2 separate regions of the Rattus norvegicus genome follow, and region 2 is linked to region 1. Evidence: chromatin contacts called from public Hi-C data. All regions are on one chromosome and are shown on one strand. Each heading gives the region's core, a stretch centred on a gene start, on an enhancer-like site or on the middle of the called end of the contact. The rest is flanking DNA. Distances are from core to core; before and after follow the strand shown. Region 1 overlaps Dym (dymeclin). Region 2 overlaps Ctif (cap binding complex dependent translation initiation factor).

The links. Hi-C and Micro-C count contacts between places; a contact is called where the count stands out from the background.
Region 2: a contact with region 1 is called in a Hi-C map of kidney, with 5 times the contacts expected there. The contact joins two enhancer-like sites. A contact is called at or near these places in 7 of 12 Hi-C or Micro-C datasets (the A7r5 cell line, Schwann cells, frontal cortex and 4 more).

Annotation. Positions count from the first base shown.
Region 1 is chr18:71,064,877-71,069,483 of GRCr8, forward strand. All of the region lies in intron 13 of Dym (dymeclin), which reads left to right. Among named protein-coding and RNA genes, the nearest start is that of Dym, 190 kb to the left of the region's middle. Within about 2 kb of position 1,940, at least 15 of the 93 cell types and tissues checked have an H3K27ac peak or open chromatin away from gene starts, as enhancers often do.
Region 2 is chr18:71,495,692-71,500,643 of GRCr8, forward strand. The region is part of intron 7 of Ctif (cap binding complex dependent translation initiation factor); the gene reads right to left. Among named protein-coding and RNA genes, the nearest start is that of Ctif, 100 kb to the right of the region's middle. Within about 2 kb of position 2,545, at least 15 of the 93 cell types and tissues checked have an H3K27ac peak or open chromatin away from gene starts, as enhancers often do.

The DNA.
Region 1 (4,607 bases), core at 690-3,189:
TGGTATCTTTTGCCCAAAGCTTTCATTTTTCTAGGAGATGGGGTATTATACTGGGAGAGTGTAATTTGCTGTTAGTGTCTCTCTTGATCAAGAATGAACAGAACAACAAGCAGCTGTAGTCAGAGGATACAGTAGAGATGTTTCTTACCTTTTCTCTGAAACAGGGACAGGAATGTGTACAATGTAGATTACTCGTTTTATATAAAATTATGTGTTTATTATGTATGGGGTGTGCACACATGCCCTGACACATGTTTGGAAATCTGAAGATAACATGTGAGAGTCACTTCTGTCCTTCTACCTCGTGGATTCTGAGGATCAAAGTCATAAAGATTTGGTGGTGATGCTTTCCCCACTGAGCCCTAGAGACACTCTTGATGGTGAATTCTTGGAAGTCCCAGCCCTGTACTGGTCACTGTTTGGATGGTCACCTTATTGCCTGCGTTTCCTTCTCCTAGTTGCCTTTGTTATTGACAAGAACAGCAAAATGACCATGTTCTCCTTATTGACTTGAAGACATTATAGTATGACCATGGATCCAAGTCAAAACCTGTGATTTGGGTTCTAAGTAAATAGCTGAAGCAGATTAGGAGAAGTATTAAGTGTTTGCTGTGTTGGAAAATCTCCAGTTGCCTCCTTAAACTGGGCACCATGCACTGTTGGTCTCATTCTCTTATCAGTCATAGCTAGGACAGGAAACAGTCTGTCTGGCAGATAGCGTGCCTCACGTTTTAGACAGCAGGTGACACAGCTCTTGCACTGTGTGGGGAGTCAGAGGCCGGGTGTTCGCCTCTGAGAATACTGTTAGTTTAATTTCATTATGTCACATGTCTGTTCCTCAGACACGAAGGAGAGCTGGCTTACATGTTTAAGACCCCAAACAGAAAAAAAAAAAAAAAAGATCCCAAACAGAGCAAACTAGTTCCTTCCAGTGTGTTCTAATGGGATTGCATAGCAAATCTCCCATGACTGGGATCAGCCATAGCTACAGAGCCAGCAGAGGGAGCACAGAGCATGGATTTATCTCCAAGACTTGAACACAGAGGGACCAGGAGGCTCAAGGCTAAGTTCGCTTCTTTAAACAGGCAGTTGTCTTCTTGTCTACAGCATAAACTCAGCTTTGAGTTTGTCCTGAGATAATGACATTTTTTACGTCTATTGATAGACACCTACATAATTATTGGGAATTATGGTAATGAGCTGTATTTCAGTCTGGCTGTTTTGGTTGGTTGAGTTGTTTGTTCTGTTTTGTTTTTGTTTGTTTGTTTTTTTGAGACAAGGTTTCTTTGTGTAGCCCTGGCTGTCCTGGAACTCATCCTGTAGACTGGGTTGTCACTGCCTCTGCCTCTGGGATTGAGGGCACGTGCCCCCACCGCCCAGCTGATCCTCGTTTTCTTGCATGGGTCACGATATCGCTAAGAGCATTTTATTGAAGATGTTTAGAAGCATTCAGTGCTTTGTTGCCAGCTCTACTGGTTGGGTACACGGTGCTGAAGGGCATTTTCAGTGAGAACTGTGGAGTACGCATCACTACAGCACTGCCCCAGCGGTGTTTGAAGGCATTTTGACCAGAGGCTGACTCTTACAGGCCTTGGGGGTAATGAGTGCAGGGCCTCACACTAGCGAGGTTGTTGAAGGGAAGGGCAAATTCTGAGGTTGTTCTGACTCTATTCTCCCTTTGCCTTCCAGTCTCCCATCCCCACACATTCCCTTCCTGTCTTCCCCTCTGGGTTTTATTATTTAGAAAACTTGGCTGAAGACAGCACAGTTGTGAGCTTTGTTGGGAATTGAATGGAACTGAACTAGCAGGACTTTAGTTAAGGCCAGAGAAGTTAGACGTGGAGATCTTACTTGGTTTGTGTTTGGTTTGTAGGCTACGGGAAAGGGGTTGCTCCTGTGCCTCACAGTGAGTCATAGTCAGGGTTTCCTGTGGACTTCCTGTGAATATACTTGGTTTGTGTTCTCTAGGAAGAGTATTTCTAAACTTTAACCCACAGGATATTATATACATGAATACAGTCAGAAGGGAAACAAGCACCAGGAGTGACTAACACTGTGGCCATCGGCAGGAGAGACATTGCAGGGTACTTGAGGCAGAGGAAAGGAAGACTGGGCCTATGCGCCCTTGAACATCTGTGCACAGAAGCAAACATGTATGTGCAGAGCAAAGTAAATTAGTACCTGATCACATGCAGGGTCAAAGGAAGTAGACATAAATGTATAAAGTTTTTACGGATTGGAGATTTTTTTAGAAATACTAATGCAGCTAGCAGAGATTGGAAAAGTGAGGTTTTACGAGGGCCAGCAGTGCCTGAGTGACTGAAAACACTGACCTAGCAGGCCGGGGACCTATTCCCCGGAGCCCACATAAAGGCAGGAAGAGAGAACCAAAACCAGTCCCACAAGGCTGTCCTCTGACCTTCACACAGACACAGTGGCAGATATGTACTGTTTACATGCATTATGTGAGCAAACCACACACACTAATTACCAAGTTTTAAATTTTAAAAAAAATTTACAAGTTCAAACCGCTAGTTCCAATTAAGACTTCCTTTTCCTGTGACTCTCACAAAGACTAACCAAGTACCAGGCAAGGAGATCGCAGCGTTCTGGTTAGGATCCAGAACATCTAGAACATGGCTTTCCTGTAAGTTCTGTGCATGGCTTAGGTGCCAGGCTCTGTGGTGGCGTTCCCTGCACTCTCCCTGCCGTTCTTCCTGTGACTGCCCTGGGAGCTTCCACAGGGTGAGCACTTTCTAGCGGTTCCCTGAGGAAACGTCTTCACCTTCTGACAGGCCAGAGTTACCCTCAGCTGCCACTCTGCCCGTCCCTGCTTACTTCCAGGTAATTCCTCTTTTCGGGTGGATTTTCTCATAGATAGTATTTCGAATCCAAACACTGACATAAATTAGTGACATGTACTGTAGGAGTCTTTTTTTTAAAACCGGATTGGTATAGGACCTGCTGCCTATATGGTTTTCTCCAGACACTAAGAAATATAACAGAAAAAAAGACAACCTAAATCCTGCCACATCAAATAGTCTCTTTCTGTTCTTTGCAGAATATATTTTTCTGATAGAGAAGGGGAAATACTGTAATGATAAGAAATGTATGCTAATTGTAGCCCATTTAAAGTCTTTCAATACAGTTAAATTTATATGAGGTAGTTATCTTTAAAGTACCCATGAAGTAGGTATAAATGTAAGTTAAAATTGGGAATAAAGATCATCCTTGAATTAAATGTTGAGTTTAGTTATGCCTGCTAAATAGCACGTTGGTGAATTTAATCAAAATTGGGAAAATTTGCCTTTAGAAGTCTTTTTCTTTTTTTTTTTTTTTTTTTTGGTTCTTTTTTACGGAGCTGGGGACCGAACCCAGGGCCTTGCGCTTCCTAGGCAAGCGCTCTACCACTGAGCTAAATCTTTACCCAACCCCACCTTTAGAAGTCTTTTCACGTTATATCTACTTAAATATTTTTCTCACCAAGTTACTCTAAAGTTAGAAACACAGGAAAGAAGTGTACAGGGATGCCTTCTGAGGGACAACTGTCCTGTCAGTGAGTGTCTCTTAAAGTCACTCTCGGTTTTGGTAATGTAGTTCCGGATCATGTATTGACAGATCTTGAATATTACCTATTTTTCTCAACAAGCTTTACCAGTAATAATTATAGTAATTATGTAACATTATTTTAAAAATTATTAGTCATTCTGCTTTGCTTCTGTCTTGTCTGTCTGAGTTTTCGTTGCCTGTAACTTAGGGAAATTCAATTCCAGAGAGAGAATTTCAGCATTTCAAAACAAATATTGTTCAGTCATGGACTTGCCCTGGCCGTGCTGTGTGACGTGTGCCTTGCTGTGTCTAACTTCGGTTGTGTGTTACAGGATGGAAGTCATACTGAGCGCTGTAACTGCCCTGTGAGGTCCCTGCCAGATGTGTGTAGACCGCAGTGGATTGAGTTCTGCAGCTGTACTTCAGGGCATGCTGTTGGGTGGGGACGTCACCTACTGGGTATTAGTATCATGTCACCTTTGACAAGAGTTTGAAAGAGATGAGTTACTGGGTCTTCCTGTGGGTTAGACTATGGAACGGCATATTCCATCCCAGCGGGTCAGATCCGGTCATGGCCGAGGTGGGCACGGCACGTCTGTTGTCCATGCACTGTGCTGTGCACGCACTGTGCTTGCTGTCCCTCCTGTTAGTGCAGAAACAATCGCACTTAACAAGCTCTTTTTTTTTTTTTTTTTATTAACTTGAGTATTTCTTATATACATTTCGAGTGTTATTCCCTTTCCCGGTTTCGGGGCAAACATCCCCCTAGTCCCTCCCCTTCCTTATGGGTGTTCCCCTCCCCACCCTCCCCCCATTTCCGCCTTCCCCCCAACAGTCTAGTTCACTGGGGGGTTCAGTCTTAGCAGGACACATGGCTTCCCCTTCCACTGGTGCTCTTACTAGGATATTCATTGCTACCTATGAGGTCAGAGTCCAGGGTCAGTCCATGTATAGTCTTTAGGTAGTGGCTTAGTCCCTGGAAGCTCTGGTTGCTTGACATTGTTGTACATATGGGGTCTCGAGCCCCTTCAAGCTCTTCCAGTCCTTTCTCTGATTCC
Region 2 (4,952 bases), core at 1,295-3,794, 430 kb after region 1:
GCTCTCGGCTTCCTGGAGCAATAGGGACCCGGTGAGCATCTGGCAGTCTCCTCAGAGCAGGCGGCCTGCTGCGGGCTGCTCTTGTCTCTGTGGATGAGGAGCCTGCTACTTTCTTTTTACCAGATCCCACCAAGCTGGTGGACCTCTGGGAATCACAGCAGAGTGGCACACTGGACCCTCCATCGGGGATAGAAATATACGTGCAGGTTTGTGGGAACCGGGCCACTCGCTCTACACAGAACTTTCTTTCAAGCTTTTCAGATTGGAGCCAAAAGGGAAAATCCTTGTCTTTGAAGAACACACAACTATATAAAATGCTTTTATCATCTGACAAGTCCTTCCTTCAGAAGTCCTCAGCTGAGAACAGTGTGTGTGTGTGAGAGAGAGAGAGACAGAGGGAGAGAGAAAGATACAGAGAGAGCGAGAGCCCACATGTGCATGATTGCACATGCATGCATGATTGACACACTGGACCCAGAAGTATGGTGGAACCTATAGAGGATGAGGCAGGGTGGGGATGGGGGAGACAGGAAGTGAATATCTGTAGTAGGACCCTCTGCTCACCAAGTGAGACCACAGAGTCTCAGAGGGCAAGGCCGGGCTGTTTCAGTTCCAGCTACTTGACTTCTGTAGTGAGCTCAGGGCCTGCCTCTTTAGTGTTGACTCATGATGGCTTCCTTTGGAGACAGAAGTTTGTTTGCAGGTTTATTCCTGGACTGGCTTTTGTTTGCCGGCTCAGTGTGTGAAGGAAGGGCTTTCTGCTGACAAGCGATGAGCTTGGGGATGGCTTCTTCCACAGTGGATGGGCGTGCAGTATACATGGAGAATGGCTCATCTGCATATGTGAAGCAGGAGCAGAAGGAAGGGACTCCCCAGAATAGCTACACGGTTTCCGTCCATGTACAGACCAACTGCCACCGACTGTCTACCCAGTTGATGTTCCCATGGCTGAACTCAGCTTCGACTGCTCTGATGACAGTAAGGAGCCCCACCCAGAACCCCTGGTCTCCAGCGGACTCCAGGTTTAGGAGTCATTTGGAACACAGCCAATAATGACAGAACACTGGGGGGCTGTGTCCCCCCTGTATCCCCTAACCCAGAACTCACAAATCTCCATTCCAGATCACCAAATATAGCAGGATTCTTCATTTGAGAAAATTGATGATGATGGTGATGATGGTGGTGGTGGTGGTGGTGGTGAAGAGGGAGAGGAGAAGGAGGAAGGGGAGGAGGAGGGAGAGGAGGAGGAAGGAGAGGAGAAGGAGGGAGAGGAGGAGGAGGAGTAGGAAGAGGAAGAAGAGAGGGAAGAGGAGGAGGAGGAAGAGGAGGAGGGGGAGGAGAAGGAAGAGGAGGATGAAGAAGAGGAAGAAGAAGAAGAAGAAAAGAAGAAGAAGAAAAAGAAGAAGAAGAAAAAGAGGAAGAAGAAGAAGAAGAAGAAGAAGAAGAAGAAGAAGAAGAAGAAGAAGAAGAAGAAGAAGAAGAAGAAGAAGAAGAAACCACAACCACAAAACAAACAAAAACAACCAAAGCCATCAAAATCTTAGCCACTGATGGAGGGGAGGCAGGGAGGCAGGGTTAGGTTATATCAACCACTCAGCAAATTATCAGCAAGTTATTAAGAGCCGTTGCTACGGGACACACACTTGCAATCTAGCAAGTTGAGGTAGCAATGTGAACGCTTTGAGGCCAACCTGGGCTACACACACCCAAATCTCGTCTCCATGCTTCACACACATCCCACCCCATCCTCATCCCCACCCCCGCCTCCACCAAATAAATCCACATTTGCTGTTTTTGTTATTTGGTTTTGTTATTTGCTATCTGGTTCTGATGCTACAAGTATGAGGCTTGGGAATGCAGTAGTAGGGTGTAGGCCTAGCGTGCAAGGAGTCCTGGGTTCTAATGCCAGCACCGCAAGTGACGATTCACACAACAGCATTCACGACAGCCCCCCTGGAAAGTCTGTTAAAACAAAGATCTTCTAGTTCACTTGAAGGGAAGAGAAATCCAGAAGTTAGGAATCTGTGCTTCTGGTAAGTTTCCAGGGGAATTCTGATGCCAATGAAGGGGAACCCCACTTTGATTGAGAACCTGATGCAGAGTTGAGGAAAGTGTGTGTTCAGCTAAGAGCTCAAACACATGGGGCAGATTAATGTGTACACCCCAGTGACGCGGAAGGGGCAACCCCTGTTTGCTCTCTCTCTCTCTCTATGCATGTGTACTCTGACTCTCTGGGTGAAGAGGCCTTATCCGCAGGCCTCATCCTGCTGGCAGCCCCTTGCAAAGCACAGGAGCACACTAGCCATTTGAATATGCTTGATCTGGCCCTATGCTTCCCCAAGCCCCCCAGCTCAGGTGACTACACCATCACACACATCGCTGGTCTCTCTTAGGCTTGACACCACCAGCCCCCAACTGGCTGGGCAGGACTTGGAGGCCTGGGATTGTGCAGCGACTCACAATGGAAGGAAGAGGGTGTAGGAGGGAGGTCCCTGCGCTGACCCTGGTATTGTTCTTGGGCCAGAAGAAGGCTTCCTCCACCCAGCGACTGCAATACCAGAAAAAAGCGACATCAAGCCAGTGAGAGTGCGCGTCCCGGGGGGGCCGCCTGCTGGTGCTGGCCTGGGAGCTGGGGCCCATTCACAAATGCCTGCTGGAGAGCACGTAGCCCTGTCCGCCCCCACCGCCACTCCTGGAGACAGAAGCCTGGGTAAATGAAAATAACCGGCTTCTCCCGCCTTCAATCCTACTGCTGCCAGGAAGGAGACCAGAAGCGCGCCCCTGGCTCATAAAGGAATAATGGCTACTTTACACTCTCACAACACCTTCCCCTTCCCTGGGCTTCAGGGCTCCTTCCGCTGGCAGATCTCAGGAGAGAGAGAGAGAGAGAGAGAGAGAGAGAGAGAGAGAGAGAGAGAGAGAGAGAGAGAGAGAGAGAGAGCGCGAGCAGGTGGTAGACCAGCATGCAATCTAGCTTACAAAACTGGCCCAAGCCACCAGTCCCACCCTCACTGAAGTGTGTGTGTGTGTGTGTGTGTGTGTGTGTGTGTGTGTGTGTGTGTGTGTGTGTGTCTTGCTCTTGCAAACTGCCACAAGGTGAGTGGTGAGGCCACAGGGAAGGGTGAGACCGACCCGCCCATAGGTGCTCTCCCAGCAGAGATTAGTGTCAGAAGACACACTATCTCTGTGCACCCACAAGTAAGGCCTAGTGGGCCAACTCATGGTCTGCTCCCAGCACTGACTGCTCGGCACCTCTGCTGGCCATCTTGGGAAGCCAAGACCCACCTGCTCACCCTCCAGCGGGGTAGGGAAGAGCAGGTGTTCTTGTCCTAAATTAGCCCTGGAGGAGGTAGTGTTTATCCTGGCCTCCCTTAGGCCTGGGGCTCGACTTCCCACAAAGGCTCTCCAGTCCATGTTGACTATATATCCCCTCATGACTGATGGAGCCTTCTGGAAAGGATTATGGGTATGGTTTGGCTCAAAGCAGGACATGGAACAGATAACCTTTCCAGTGGCAGCAAGATATGTCATTCACAGTCCCCAGCCTGGCCCGAACTGAGTAGCCAATCTTCTTTCCTGGTGGCTGCTGGGAGCTATGTACAACTGTAGAAATTCCCAGTGACCTCTTCTAGGAGGTCTCAATCGAGCTCAATCCATGGCTTCCCAAAGTCTTCTTTTATCCCACTCAAGAACATCCGGCTATGTGGCCTCGAGCCTCCGCTCTAATCCTGACGCATCTCCAGAAGGCCCCAACCGTACTCTCTGCAGCCTCCTTCCATTCTGTACCTGCTTATTTCCCCATGATGCTGAGTTCTCTTCTTCCTGACACCCTTCACCCCCCCACCCCCGATAACCAAGGCTGGGTTCAAGGCTTCCCCCTCCTCTGGGAAGCACAGACACACGAGGAGTCAGGAAACATTAGACACGCTCAAAACCGGCCTAGCATCAGATCCCTAGGAGGCCCAGGGAGGCTCTGGGGCCGGATTTACTCAGGAGAGCTTTGAAGAAGAGAGAGAGGGAGCTTTGGGAAGGAGTGACAAAGGGATGTGCCTGAAAACAAAGAGGAACAGGTGCCTGGGAGAAGCTCCCAGCCCCTCTCTCGTGAGCTGGCGGCAAACATTCTCGCAGCACTTAGTCTGAGGGAGCCACAGGAATCCAAGAGAACCCCTGTCCTAAGTAACTCCAAGACACCCAAGAATGGCTCCTTGTCTGTCAAGCCTGTCCTTGTGCGTTCACTATGATCGGAGCTGGGCCTGTGAAGGAAGCACTTTGAAAAGGCAGCTTATCAATGCCTGCCTATCTCTGGGTGGCTTCCACCTTGAACTCTAGCCTACTTTCATGACGCCAAACAGGTATATGACCCTCACTGTGCCGCTGGAGAAATGGAGGCCCCAAAAGGATTATTCTGGATGAGGTGTATGATGCTCCACGGTGGTGGCTTTCTTCCCATCGATGTCTCAGGCCAGCATCTGGCAACCTCCTTCTGTAAAGGACTGGACAGGAAATAGTGTGGGCTTGGAGTCAGAGCTATACAGCTCTACAAGTACCAACGCTGCCACCGCCGGTGAGCGAAGAGAGAGCAGAGGCTACACGGTAATAAAACTTGCGAAAATAGGCACAAGGACTAGACTTAGTGTGTGGATTGCAGTTTGCCAGACCCGTCCTCATTCTGGGTCATGGCGGGCTCCTTGGACCTCTTGAAGCCAGCCCTACCCAGTTCCAAAGGCTGCTGCCACCTCAGATGCTGGCTCCCTGTATTCTGTTGCCTATGGGAATGGGAAGGGAAGAACCCGTGAGAACTGGCTCAGACTCAGCCAGTTGCCTCTTCCCAAGGGCCTTGCCTGGTTGTCACCAGCAGAAGTCTCAACTCCCAGTCATTTCTATAAAAGACTCACAAGTGGCGAAAATAACAATAGTCTCGACTCACTAGCACGTTGCTCTCCGGTCCCCAC